Regions from separate parts of the Sus scrofa genome. Here region 2 is linked to region 1. The links are chromatin contacts, called in public HiChIP or PLAC-seq maps. All regions are on one chromosome and are shown on one strand. Each heading gives the region's core, a stretch centred on a gene start, on an enhancer-like site or on the middle of the called end of the contact. The rest is flanking DNA. Distances are from core to core; before and after follow the strand shown.

What was found. HiChIP or PLAC-seq counts read pairs in DNA pulled down with a chosen protein or histone mark.
Region 2: a contact with region 1 is called in an H3K27ac HiChIP or PLAC-seq map of alveolar macrophages. The contact joins two enhancer-like sites. A contact is called at or near these places in 1 of 47 Hi-C or Micro-C datasets (embryonic fibroblasts) and 1 of 2 datasets of contacts at active chromatin or transcription factors (alveolar macrophages).

The regions. Positions count from the first base shown.
Region 1 is chr1:240,644,147-240,650,448 of Sscrofa11.1, forward strand. No RefSeq gene overlaps it. Among named protein-coding and RNA genes, the nearest start is that of GALNT12, 52 kb to the left of the region's middle. Within about 2 kb of position 3,330, at least 20 of the 83 cell types and tissues checked have an H3K27ac peak or open chromatin away from gene starts, as enhancers often do. A contact at or near this core is called in alveolar macrophages, where this site is marked.
Region 2 is chr1:240,800,127-240,806,428 of Sscrofa11.1, forward strand. COL15A1 (collagen alpha-1(XV) chain) reads left to right here. Exons shown (of 42, transcript XM_021066594.1): 24 at 2,397-2,465; 25 at 2,572-2,607; 26 at 6,103-6,156; 27 at 6,257-6,302. Among named protein-coding and RNA genes, the nearest start is that of TGFBR1, 57 kb to the right of the region's middle. Within about 2 kb of position 3,960, at least 9 of the 83 cell types and tissues checked have an H3K27ac peak or open chromatin away from gene starts, as enhancers often do. A contact at or near this core is called in alveolar macrophages, where this site is marked.

The sequences.
Region 1 (6,302 bases), core at 2,080-4,579:
AATCTAAATCTCATCAGCTGAAAGTCCAAAATCTAAATCTAAATCAGGTCCAGCAGATGCAGCTCCTGGATGTCATTCAACAGGTGCAGCTGCTGGGGCACGTTTGCTCTCCACCCGTAGACTTGTTATACTGAACACTCCATCGCAAAGCAGTGAAGGGACAGGTTACTGTTTATAGACGTTCTGACTCAGGGGAGAAGTGGAGGTCAAAAGGAATCCCGGATCCATAATGGACTTGAAATCAGGTCAATGTTTGAACTTTTCTTGATTCAGTTTTACATACCTGGGAATAATCCTCAGGGCTTTTGGCTTCTTCTTCTGGGCATGTGGTTCCACCTTCTTGTCATCCTTCCTATTTTATGAATGTAACACATTTGCAGCTGAGTAGTTTTATGAATCTGTTTCTTGCCAGTAGAATTTGGGGGATCCGATCACCTCTTTTTGTTTTGTTCTCTCTCTGTCTCTTTCAGTTGAAGCCAGAAGGATTTCTGCTAAGATCGTTTTTAAGAACTTTGTGGGTCTTGCATGAATTCCCTGCTTTTCACTCCGCTAGACCGAAGCCACATCCACAGATCTTTTTCAAACAATCCCCTTTCTCTCTTGGCCTCCTGTTTAGATGGCTGAGTAATAAGGACCTTCAGCTTCCTAGATGCCCCTGGTTTAGTTGAGAAGATCCATGACATGTACACTCCTAAAGGGACCCTTTATGTGACTGAATCTTCTGACCTCTTTATCTTTCTGGGTTTTAGCAAAAGGCTGTACAGTTGTACACTCAGCCTTTTCTCTGTGCCATGCTTTCAGCAGTCGTTCTGATTTTTAGCATCTTTTGCCATCTGGAGAGGCTGAAAATTTTGAAATAATTCAGTCCTACTTAATTTTTGTGTAACAATTTTCCCCTCATTTATCTCTCTCCTCTTGCATTTTACCATAGGCGTCAAGGAGAAACTAGGCAGCATCTTCAGCACTGCTTGGAAATCTCCTTAGCTATATAACCAGGTTTATCCCTTATAAATTCTTTGTAACTTCAGGAGGCAATTTTGCTAAGCTTTCTGTCACTATATCATAAAGATCTCCTTTTTCCACTTTCTAATAACATATTCCTCACTTCCTTCTAAAACTTCACCAGCAGCATCCTCAACATTTATATTTCCACTAAAGAGTCTCTTTAAGGAAACCTGTTCTCTATCAGGTTTTGCAGAATTTCTCTAGCTTCCTCCTGCCCAATTCTAAAGCTGCTCCTACATTTTGGGTATTCATTACGGTGGCATCTCACTTCCAGGTACCAAAATCTGTGTTAATTTTCTATTGCTGTGTAATAAATTGCCACAGACACATAGTGGCTTAAAACAGCATCATTTATTGTTTTCCCATTCTTATAGATCGTAAGTCTGGGCATGGCTTAGGTGGGTTCTCTGCTCCGTTCTCAGTCTCACTGGCTGAAATCAATGTGTCAGCAGGGGCTGCAGTCTCACTTGGGACCTGGGCTCTTCTTCCAAGCCCACTGTTGGCAGAATTCAGGTCCTTGTGGCTGTAGGATTGAGAACCTCAGCCTCTAGAGGTCGCCTGCGTAGAGAATCTCCTGCTGGCTTTGAAGAAGTCAACTGCTATCTTGTGATGGGCCACATAGCTAGAACCTGAGGTGGCCTCTGGGAGCTCAGAGTGGCCAAGTTCATGTTGAATTTATGGAAACAAAGGGTCATCCATATGATTATTACATTAATAACAATGTAGATAATACCAGTACCTTTGGAACTCTGGTTCAGGCATGCCCATCTCATCAGATGCCTACTTACCATTCCAGAAGATTCCTTTTTGAAAACTTGTCAGAACTCCTAAGAACCTGAACCTTCATTACATGACAGACTCCCTCCATGTGAGTAGGGAAAAAATTTGTTTTTGGGGTTTATGTATTTGCATGGGTTTCTGGATTTCTTTATGGGCTCACTGGCTAACTGTGTGTTAAAAGTTTCTTGCACTATCTAGCTTCCCTTTTCTCCTCCTACTAAAACAATACTTTTTACAATTTTTTTTACATGGGAATCAGCTGGCGTCTTGTTAAAAGGAAGATTCAAGTTCCATCCTTTAGGTTTGGGATGGGCCTTGAGATTCTGCCTTTCTCGAAAGCACCTAGATGGTGCCAGCACTGCTGGTCTGTGGACAAGATTTTGAGTAGAAGTTTATTTGAGTGAGAATAAGAAGGCAGGTCTTGGTTGGCTGGTCACTGGTGCCTACTCACACACACACTAGGTGGTGTTGTCAGCTCAGAAAATACCACAGTGCTTTCATTGAGGCCAAGTCTATTGGTCTAAAAAAAAAAATCCTCCAAACCTCACATCTGTGGGCTGCAGATCTGGAAGGCACCCAGAAATCATTCGGTGCCCAGGGTAGCTGATGGGGAATGAGGCCCATGAGTGAAAGGGTTTGCCTAAGATCACACAGCAAGTTAAGGACCACATTTTCTTTGTCAATACCTGTCATTCTGTGTAGTAATCAGTGTTCTAAACTTGGCCTGGGTATGTTTTTCTTAAAGTGTTACATCGGTACTCTTTTTTTTTTTTTTTTAAAAAAATCCTACTTCAGATATTGGCTTTGCTGTATTGCATTAAGTTATAAAGTATAAAAGGTTTCGTATCTTGATAAAAAGTTCCAAAGACTTTGCCACATGGTTCGTTGTATCAGAGCCTCAATGTTTATTTTGCAAGTGGCGTTGGAAATTCTGGCCTCTTAGTCTCCTAATGTTTATGAGATTTAATGCACCACACACCACGTTTCTCACACTTACACACAGCTTCAGAGTTTTGTTTTCAAGAGTATTATTTTGTTGGCTGCTATAGGGTTGACTGAGGATTGCTGTCTCCTTTGTATTATCAGCAGCTATTAATGATGATGATAATAATACCATGAGTTGGGTCCTCCTCTAAACACTTCATGTACATGAGCTAACTTAATTCTGAAAATACCCAGTGAGTTAGGTGTTGGTCCTACCCTCCCCTCCCCCATCTCCCCCTACCCTCAATTTAAAGGTGAGGACACTAAGGCTCAGAGAAGGTGGGGAACTTGTCTAAGGTCACACAGCCAATCAGTGAAAGTGCTAGAATTTAAATCCAGACAGTCTTGCTCCAGAGCTCAGTTGTAACTGCTGTGACCTGGTGCATCCTGGAGGGGAGGGGAAGCAGCTTGCCCAGGTCAGGCAGCTCATACACCCTGACCACGGCCCTCCCCTCATTCTTAGTCCAGTTATACCACATTGCCAGTCGTGGCAGAGGAATTAACGAGAATCTGTTCTGCTTGGAGAGTACAGGGGTCATGGCAGAGGCACATCTCTGGGCAGCGTGTTCCCTTCAAAATGCCAGGTCGGGGGCAGAACCAGTGCTGAACCACTGGGATGCAGACCTGCTCCTCCAGGTGCAGGTGTCCAGTTAGGGCTCCATTTTGCCCACCTTCCCACTCTGTGCGCTTTCTCTTAAAACAAAAGCCTGGGAAGGCAAGTTTTGGGAGCGTTTCTTCTGTTTCTCCTTTGAGACTCTTGCTGCAAAGCCAGGGAGGCCCAAGTTCACGGCCAGATCCACTGCGGTTGCCCCATCTAGCACCTCCCTGTCTTCAGAGGGCTTAAAACCCGTGGGACTGAGGGTTCTGTCCCATCAGACATGTCATGATTGCTCTGTGAATCATCTTGAACCTTCTTTTATGAGGCAGAGGTCAGGGGAACCGATGGCTCATCGCTGTTCAGATGGTTAATTCAGTGTCCTAAAAAGAAATTGCCAAATGGGTGTGTCTCCCGGGCAGCTCTGGTTATTAACTCAAGAGTGATTGCAAAGCACCACTGGATTCTGACTGCCAACTGTTATAAAAGGAAGCAAGTTACTGGGTTAGGGAATTTGTAGGGACTTTAGAAGTCACGTGTCCGGCTCCCCCCTAAGCAGAAATCCCCCCTTGTCCCCAGCAGTGGCCAGCTGACCCTAGCTTGTGCACTGCCTGTGGGGACCTCTTCCCCCTTCACAGGCTGTCCATTGTATTCTTGGATGGCTTCTCATGAAGCTGTAATCTGTCTCCCTGTACTTCCTTACTGCTCTGGACCCCCGCTTGGAGGCCACCCAGTGTGTTTGTCCTCTGCCCCTCAGAGATTCAAGGAGAGAGGATGTGTGTCTCTCTTCAAACCGTCGTTATGGGAGGTGCTTTGCATTGGAGTTCTGGGAGAGAGTAACGATAGATGTTTGCATTAACTCTGCTGCATTTAACCAAAGGTCAAAACTCCATCCCCCTTCCCTGCAGAGAAGTCTGGTCTAGCTCAGGCTCCCCCAGATGCTCTGAGGGCAATGAGACACAAATAGGTGGGGCGGGGGGAGTGTGTGTGTGTGTGTGTGTGTGTGTGTGTGTGTGTGAGTGTGAGAGAGGGAGAGAGAGAGAGAGAGAGAGAGAGAGAGAGAGAGAGAGAGAGAGAGAGAGAGAGACAGCAAGAGGGAGAAAAATGGTGTCAGAGATCCTTCATTTTCCATAATAGAAAGTCAGTAATAGTGGTCTCAAACTGAGAAATCATGAGCAAGCAGGGCCAATGCGTTCTTTGAAATTTGGAGGCAAATACTGGAAGAAATCGCTGGAAATGTGGACAGGAGGGGCTCTCTGCAGAGCCAGATCTGCGTGTGGTGGGGGGAGGGTGGGACAGGGGACTGCCAGTTTTATTAGAAACCTTGAGTGCTCTTAGGCCTTTTAAGCTAAGTACATGTACTTAAGCTAAGTATATGTGTTGAAAATTATCTTTAAAAATTCTCCCAAATGGAGTCTGAGCCCAGATTCTTGTTGGTAGGAAAACAATCAGGGGTTTGGCTTTATTTGGCAGAGTAGCTTTAAAAGAGGTTGGGATATGCAGAAAGACAGACTTGGTTATAAATTCGGTTGGTGAGCTTGCCAGTTTTGTGACTTTGGGCAAGTTACTTAACCTCTGAGCCACAATTCCTCAGTGTAAAATAGAGGCTGTGCCAGGACCTGAGTCTCAGGGATTATGAGGATTGAATGAGATGAGGTGGGCTCAGAGCACTCAACAGAGTAGGGGCTCAGGGACCTTTTCCTGACCAAAGAGTCCTCATTGCCAGATCTCAGAAATACCTTGAGGACCAGAGCAGCTGTCAGAAACAGCACATATCCAACCCCTGCCGGTAGAATGTTTGCTCTTCATAGAAGCCCTGGATTCTGTCCTGTTTGGTGCTTTGTGGCAGAACTAACGAGCAAGCGCCCCTGCTAGTTCCCAGTTCTCCTTCCCTTTCCATCTGCAGGGAAATTAATCTTCACCCCTTTGCTGCTCATAACTAGTTCATCTGCAGGAAAACTTTGAACCCAAGAGCTGCAGGGAGTATCCGGGGTTACTTTCATCCAGTCTTTTCACCCTGGAGTGGGGACACTGCTCTTGAGAGGGCCCAGTAAGAGGGTCCAGGTCGGTTCACCCTCTGTGCCTGCAAGTAGAGGCCGGGAGTGTGAGCCTTAGCCACTCTGCAACACTGTGGTTGGCCATGGGATTCTGAAGACTCTGGGAGCTTGTCCCCAGGTGGACTGGGCTCAGAAACTGGAGGGAATCAGAAACTGAAGGGAAATAAAACTGACTCTTCTGGGTAGGATTCTGGATAGTTCTGGGAACTTGTCTGCAAAACAAATTGATTTATGGAGATCCAGCTGTGAGAAACTATACACAACAGGGATCAGAGGAGATACACTCCAGATGTGGCTTCATTAAAGGCAGGGGTGTAACAATGGGTTTGAAAGACTTCTGTGGTCCTTTGGGCCATGGAAACTTAAAGTATGGCCAAGGGCCTGTGGCCTCAGCTGCTGATTCCGAATTGGAGAACAGCTTAGAACTCATTCTCTTCAACCTCTTGAAACTACGGATGGGGACCCTGAGGCCCAGAGAGAGAAGGGCTGTACCCAGCATCACACAGCGAGGGGAGACCAGGCTGGGGGAAGAACCCACAACTGCTGCTGCGGGTTCCAGTGTCTGTCTCATCACCTGCCCCTGCCTCTCCCTCCTGCCGCTTAGAATCCAGCTCAAGGCTGGTTTCCTAATTAAAAGTTGGGAGAAGGCATTACTCTGCCACACTCTGATAATGATGTCCCCAGAGAGGAGACTGGGCTGACCCTACTGCTGGGGGGGTGGGGGGAGCTCCCTCCCCCACTTCATGGGCTTCAGGACCCTGGGCGACACCTTCTTTTGGGGCAGTTGGTCCCGGTGCTTCTGGAGCTGGACTCAGTGCTGCTTTGTCAGGTGCCTGTCCTCTGTCCTCTGAGGTGAGGGCAGCCCTTCTACTGGGAAGGGA
Region 2 (6,302 bases), core at 2,710-5,209, 160 kb after region 1:
GAGGAGTCTAGGCGTCGGGGTGGAATTGTGCTCTAGGAGCTGCTAAATATTTCAAATGGGCTGAAAGTAGCTATTAACTTAAAAAAAAATAAGATAAAATTCACATACCATGAAATCCACCCCTCTCAGTTGCAAAATCCAGTGATTTTTTTTTAGAACATTTGCAAGGTTGTGCAGCCATCTCCTCTACCTAATGCTAGAACATTTTCATCATGCCAGCAGAAACTCCGCATCTAGGAACAGTCACTTCGCAGCTGCTAACTTTCATAATCTCCAGGTTCCTCCAGGGCGCAGGTGGGGTGGGTGGAGAAATAGGTTTCCATCATTGTTTGGAAAGAGAAGTTGACCTTCAACTTGCTTGAATGCTGTTCCTACCTGTGCTGTACTCTGTCTGGCCTTGTGCAGGGCACCCCCATTAGGTATGAGCTCCCCGAGGGCAGGCACATCCACTTCCTTTTCTGTAGCTCCAGTACTTAGCCTGGTACACGAATGGCTCTGGAAACATTTGTTGGATGAAAGAAGGTATAAGTAATGAATATGATGAATGCTAATGTTTAGAAATTATTATTATCTTATTAAGTTATTAGTATTATTATAATAAGATGGGACATTCTGCAGTAGGATGCCAGTCTTGATCTAGAATTTTTGGAAGACATATTTAGCATGAACAGCATTTCCTGAGAATTCTAAGGGCATGAACATGACCTTTCTACCTTTCCCCAGTTGCCTCCTAGAATTAGCTTCCCAGATGGTTTTTGTAGATGAGGGGAGAGCGACATCTACACACAGGTTGCAGAAACTCTGGATTGGATTCATTTATTCATCCATCGATTTATGTGCTTATCCATCTTAACCTCCATTCCCTAAGTCGTGCCAGCCAGTTTACCCTCCTAGGCACTAGGGGTGAGGAACAGATATATAGAGAGCCGGCAGAAAGCATGGCCATTGCTGTCATGGAGGTCTGTACAAATCCAGCAGGAGCAACCCCTGAGCCCACCTTGGGGAGTCAAGGAGGGCAGATGTGTTGCTAAGAGGAGGGAGTGTGGGCTGCTGTCTTTCCTTCTTCCATCTGAGCCCCAAGGAAGGGGAGTCTCCAGTGTCTGCTGGACCACAGTTCCAGGGGGTGGAGGGTTCGGTGTGCTGAGTAAAGGGGTTTAAGTTTGGCACTACGTGGGGTGATGTCTTGGGATGCCTTTTGCTTCCACGGGCCTACAGAGATGAGGTAGGGCCAGCGCAGCTCTGACTTGGGAGGAGGCCCAGTCCAGCAAGAGTGGCTCTTTACTTTAAACACTCTGTTTCCTATGTGACAAGGTCAGGTACATCTAGAAGGACCTACGTGCCATCCCTGCCCCTCATGCCCTGCCACCTTGAAAACTGGGGGTGGGCACCCAGGCTCTGTTCCAATGCTTACAGCAAATGTGCTTTCTCTTGCTCTGCCTCTGATGCTTTTATGCTTGCTTCCTCTTGCTGCTGGCATGTGCAGGACCACTTCTCCTCACCCGCGGAGTGGTAAGATCCAAATATCACGGGTGGGCTTAGGGGATTGGAGAAAAGAGGCTACTATGCTTGCTTTGGCGCCACTGCCCGAGCTGCTTCCAGCCCTATTGAAGGGAGACTTACATGTGGTCCAGCCCAGCTCCCCAGGGGCTCGCACTGAAGTTTGAGGCCAGAGCCTTGAGTAGTTTCTCTTCCTGGACCTTTCTCTGGGCACATATCTTCTTGGAAGCTTCCTGGGATAATAGATAGCCCTGCTGAGGACAGGATTGGGGACAGCATCCTCTGTCCCCGCCACCAGTCTCCTCATCTCCCCTGTTTCCCAGCAACTAAGATAAATTTGATCAAGTAAGTGCTTGCACAGGAACCCAGAGTTTGAAGGCCAAGTTCTACATGGAGACTCAGGGCCCCTGTGTTGAGAGAGGCCTGCACTCTTCATGCTCATCTCTTTCCCAATTTCAAATGTTTGAAAAGAATAAGGATTCTGGGCAGGAAAAGATCTCAAGTTGAGTCATTAGGAAATCTTGACACTGAATATATTAGGAGTCAGATGTTCCCGGGGTGGAGCCACGTGGCCAAAGGTGGGAAGGACACTGTTGGGGCTGGTTCCTGGAGGATGGAGAGTGGCAATGCCCATCTGGCAGCAGCAGGAGCCCTGGAGGGGCTTGTAGGACCCCAGCCTGTGCTTTCAGACAGTGACTCTCATAGTGTATTGAGGGAACAGTCCAGAAAACCTTTACTGGCTTAGGAGGCCGTTGTAATACTCTAGAAAGAGGTCATGTCAGGGCAGTGGGGTTGGAGGCGGATGAAGGCCAGAGAAACCATGGCAATAGGATGCCTACACCTCTGGATAGGCAGTAAGGTGGAGGCCTGGCTTCATTGAAAGGTTCTCTGAATTGCAGGGCGAGAAGGGAGAGCCAGGTGCCATCCTGACGGGGGATGTTCCTCTGGAAAGGCTGAGAGGCAAAAAGGTAACTATGTCACTGGACCCCAGAGGCACACATCTGCTTCACTGCCCATCCTTGTTTCTGCCGCACACTGTTATCTGAGTGACAAGCCCGTGTCTTTCTGTTTTAGGGTGAACCTGGAGAGCATGGAGCCCCGGGACCAATGGTAAGCCAGGGTCTCTCAGCTGCGTCTGGACTAGGGTTTGAAGCATTTATCATATTTTGGCTCAACTAGACAGAGCTCTCCCAGTTGTGAAAATAAAAAGGATGTGGCAAAAAGAGTGTGTTAGGGTAGGCTAACTGCAATTAAATGAAAATCTCAGTGGTTTAGCCCAGTAGCAGCTTAGTTCTCACACTTGCAAAGTCCACTGTGGTGGTTCCCAGTTGGGCATCCCCCCTCCAGGCAGTGACTCAAGGACCCAGGATGCTTATGTCCTGTGACTCTGCCATCTGGAGGATTCAAGACCACACTAGCCTCTTCCAGCTGGTAGCCGAAGTTGGGGAGGGAGGGAGAAGAGACCATGGAAGATGATAAACTCCACTGCCAGCATGTTCTACTGGCTAGACCACTGATGCCTGGGGGGCAGGAGTGGGGGAAAGAGATGAGGTTTTGCTGTGTGTCGAGGAAGGAGAGGAGACACGGACGGTGGTGAGACCATGGGTCTTGCCAGCTAGAGATTGCATTGTCCAGGGAACCTGGGCTTTGGGGCTTCTGGTCCTGGATCTGCTACTCCTTGAACACGTCCTCTTCTCTCCCTGGGCTTCTATTTTCCCAACCGTGAGTGAGGGTATTGAATGAGTACTAGACAATATGATAGGGCCATTCTAGCTCTACTGCTCCTGGACTCTGTAACTTATTTAGGCTGCCAAATAGTTTTTAAGCTACCAATTCTCTCCAGATGAACCCTAAACTTCCCTGTCCTATATTTCTCTCCCAAAGAACAGAGAGAATTCATGTGTAGAACATCCACTGTGAGTCAGACAAGGATGCTTCAACACAGATCATCTCATTTCATTTTTACCACCCTAAGAGGTGAATGTTAGGACCCTCATCTTATAGACCAGGAGGCCAAGGTCAAAGAGGTTAAGTAACTTGCCCACTGCCACACAGCTTGTTAGGGGCACAGCAGGGATTGAAACCCAGCCTGTCAGACTCTGTGTCCAGGTTTTTCCCAGCACACTTCACTGCCTCCAATTAAGACTTTGATTTCTCTGAAACATTTGGGGCTGGAGTGTTGCACCTGGAGGTTTCAATGTGAAGTTTGTTGGAAGCTGGATTGCAGGCCTAGGGAGAAAGGCCCTCCCACTGCTCTAACAGACACGGGTCCTTGATGCCTGGCCTGTAATCTCCAAGGTGTATCCTTCAAAGGACCTTCCAAGGGCTTGGGTCCCATAAGTCAGGCAGAATGGATACCCTGGAGAGGTGTGCTTGGCCCTTGCCAAAGGCTAGGGCAGACTGAGAGAGTCTTGTGATAACCGCTGTTTAACCACTTCCTAACGTCTTACACAGTGGGAAATACTAATTGTTAGCAGTGGTGGCTGGCAGACTGCCAAATATGGCCAGGGTTCCCCATAGCCCAGCTGAGCATAGCTTGCCAAGCACAGACAGTAAAGGGGCCCCTTCTTCTAATTTGCATAAGGCACCATATGGGCTATTTGTGGCCCTCATGACTAGCATAGCTTACAACTCCTTTACAAATCCACCAGAGCCTTATTACTCAAAGGGTGTCCAAGGACTCACCTGGGAGTTGGTTGGAAAAGCAAAGCCTTGGACCCCACCCAGGATCTACTGGATCTGCATTTTGACAAGATCCACATGCCTCTCCCATGCACCTGCGGTCTGAGAGGCCCTGCACTGGGACCTACTACCACATGGCTTAGGCCCTGTTAACTCCTTGCTTTTTCTTTTTCTAAGAGTCACTGTGCTGAGTACTTTAAATACAGAGCCTGTCTCAACAGTCTCTATTTGCCATTTGTTTAGGCCTGGCTATATATGTTAATGGAGCAGGAAGAAGGGACTTGATGGGCCCCAGGCTTACACCAGTCCTTTCTCTGGAAGCAGGACGACTCAGCTACAGGAAAGGGCAGGTGTGGGCTGGAGGCAGAGCTTGTTCTGGGAAGTGGTAGTGCATTGAATGTATCCCAGACATTGGGAGGCGTGAGGGTTCCTGCAGGAGGCTGGAACACAGCACTGACTCTGGGAGCCTCTGGATATAGAAAGCCAACACTTCAGTGGGGTCCATGGGTCAGGGACTTATCTGGAGAACTGGGGTGCTAGGCCAAGACTCTGGTCCATAGGGACAGGTGGAAGCAAGGCAGGAACCACATCCTGGAGCAGGTGGCCAGGCTGGGCTGCCATGAGGAGTGAGGCAGGCCTGCAGGGTTCCACCAGTGGACATGGAGAACCTTAGGACAGAGGCCCTGGCACAAAGGTCCACACGTGTTCTGAGCTGGCCCAGCACACGGCCACCTGGGATCTGAGGCCCAGAGCTACTGACCTCTTGCTTCTTGGTGAGCCCTGACTGGCGGAGAGGGTTGAGTCCTGCATCTGGGGTCGGGTAGAGCCTGCTGGAAGGGTTGAGCAAGTGGGTCCAGCTGAGAGCAAAGAGGCCAGGCAGGTGGACACTTCATAACTTCTCCTTGCCCTCCATTCTCCTATCAGCGGTTCTTTGTCACCACTGCCCACGATGGGGGGCTGGACACCACCCTGACTCCCCACCCATCTCCCTGGCCTCGAGCTTCTCTTTCTTTTCTAATTGAAATGTACTGGACAAACAGCATCATATATGTTTAAGGTGTGTGTGTTGATTTGAGACCTTTATATATTGTGATACGATTGCCATTGTAGACATAGCAGCTCTCGCATCACATAATTATCTTTTCTTTTTTTGTGGCTGGAATAAATGCGATCTAGTCTCTTAGCAGGTTCGAGGACTACAATACTGTATTATTGTCCACAGTCACTATACTGCGCCTTAGGCCTCTGGACCAAGCTGTCTACTTGTTGCAAGTTTGTACTTTAAACCACACCTCACCTATTCTCACCCTCCTGTCCCTGGTAGCTACCATTTTACTCTCTGTTTTCACAAGTTTGGCTTTTTTTTTTTGATTCTATGTATAAGTGACGTCATGCAGCATTTTCTCTATTTTTAATCATTTTTTTAACCTTTATTATTATTATTATTTCTACTGTACAGCACGGTGACCCAGTTACACATACACGTATACATTCTTTTTTCTCACATTACATGTTCCATCATGAGTGACTGGACAGGGTTCTCAGTGCTACACAGTGGGCTCCCATTGCTAATCCATCCCAAAGGCAACAGTCTGCATCTGTTAACCCCAAGCTCCCAGTCCCTCCCCTTCTAAAAAATTTTTTAAGGTATAGTTGATTTACAATGTTGTGTCAGTTTCTGCTGTATGGCAAAGGGACCCGGTCATATGTATGTATATATATATATATATACACATTCTTTTTTCCTATCATCTTCCATTATGTTTTATCACAAGTGTTTGGATATAGTTCCCTATGCTATGCAGCAGGTGTTTTTTTGTTTTTGTTTTTGTTTTTGTTTTTTTTTATTAAACTATAGTTGATGAACAATGTTCTGTCAATTTCCATTTTCTCTTCCTAATCTGGTATTTGCTTTGCCTCCAGGGGCCCAAAGGACCACCAGGACACAAAGGAGAATTTGGCCTCCCCGGACGACCTGTAGGTTTGGGGGTTCCCTAGGCAGCATGTGAAGGAGGACACGAGGGCTGGTCGGACCTGCTGGTGGTGGGTTCGCTAAGGTGTCTCCCGTGGGTTTCAGGGTCGCCCAGGACTGAATGGTCTCAAAGGTGCCAAAGGAGATCGAG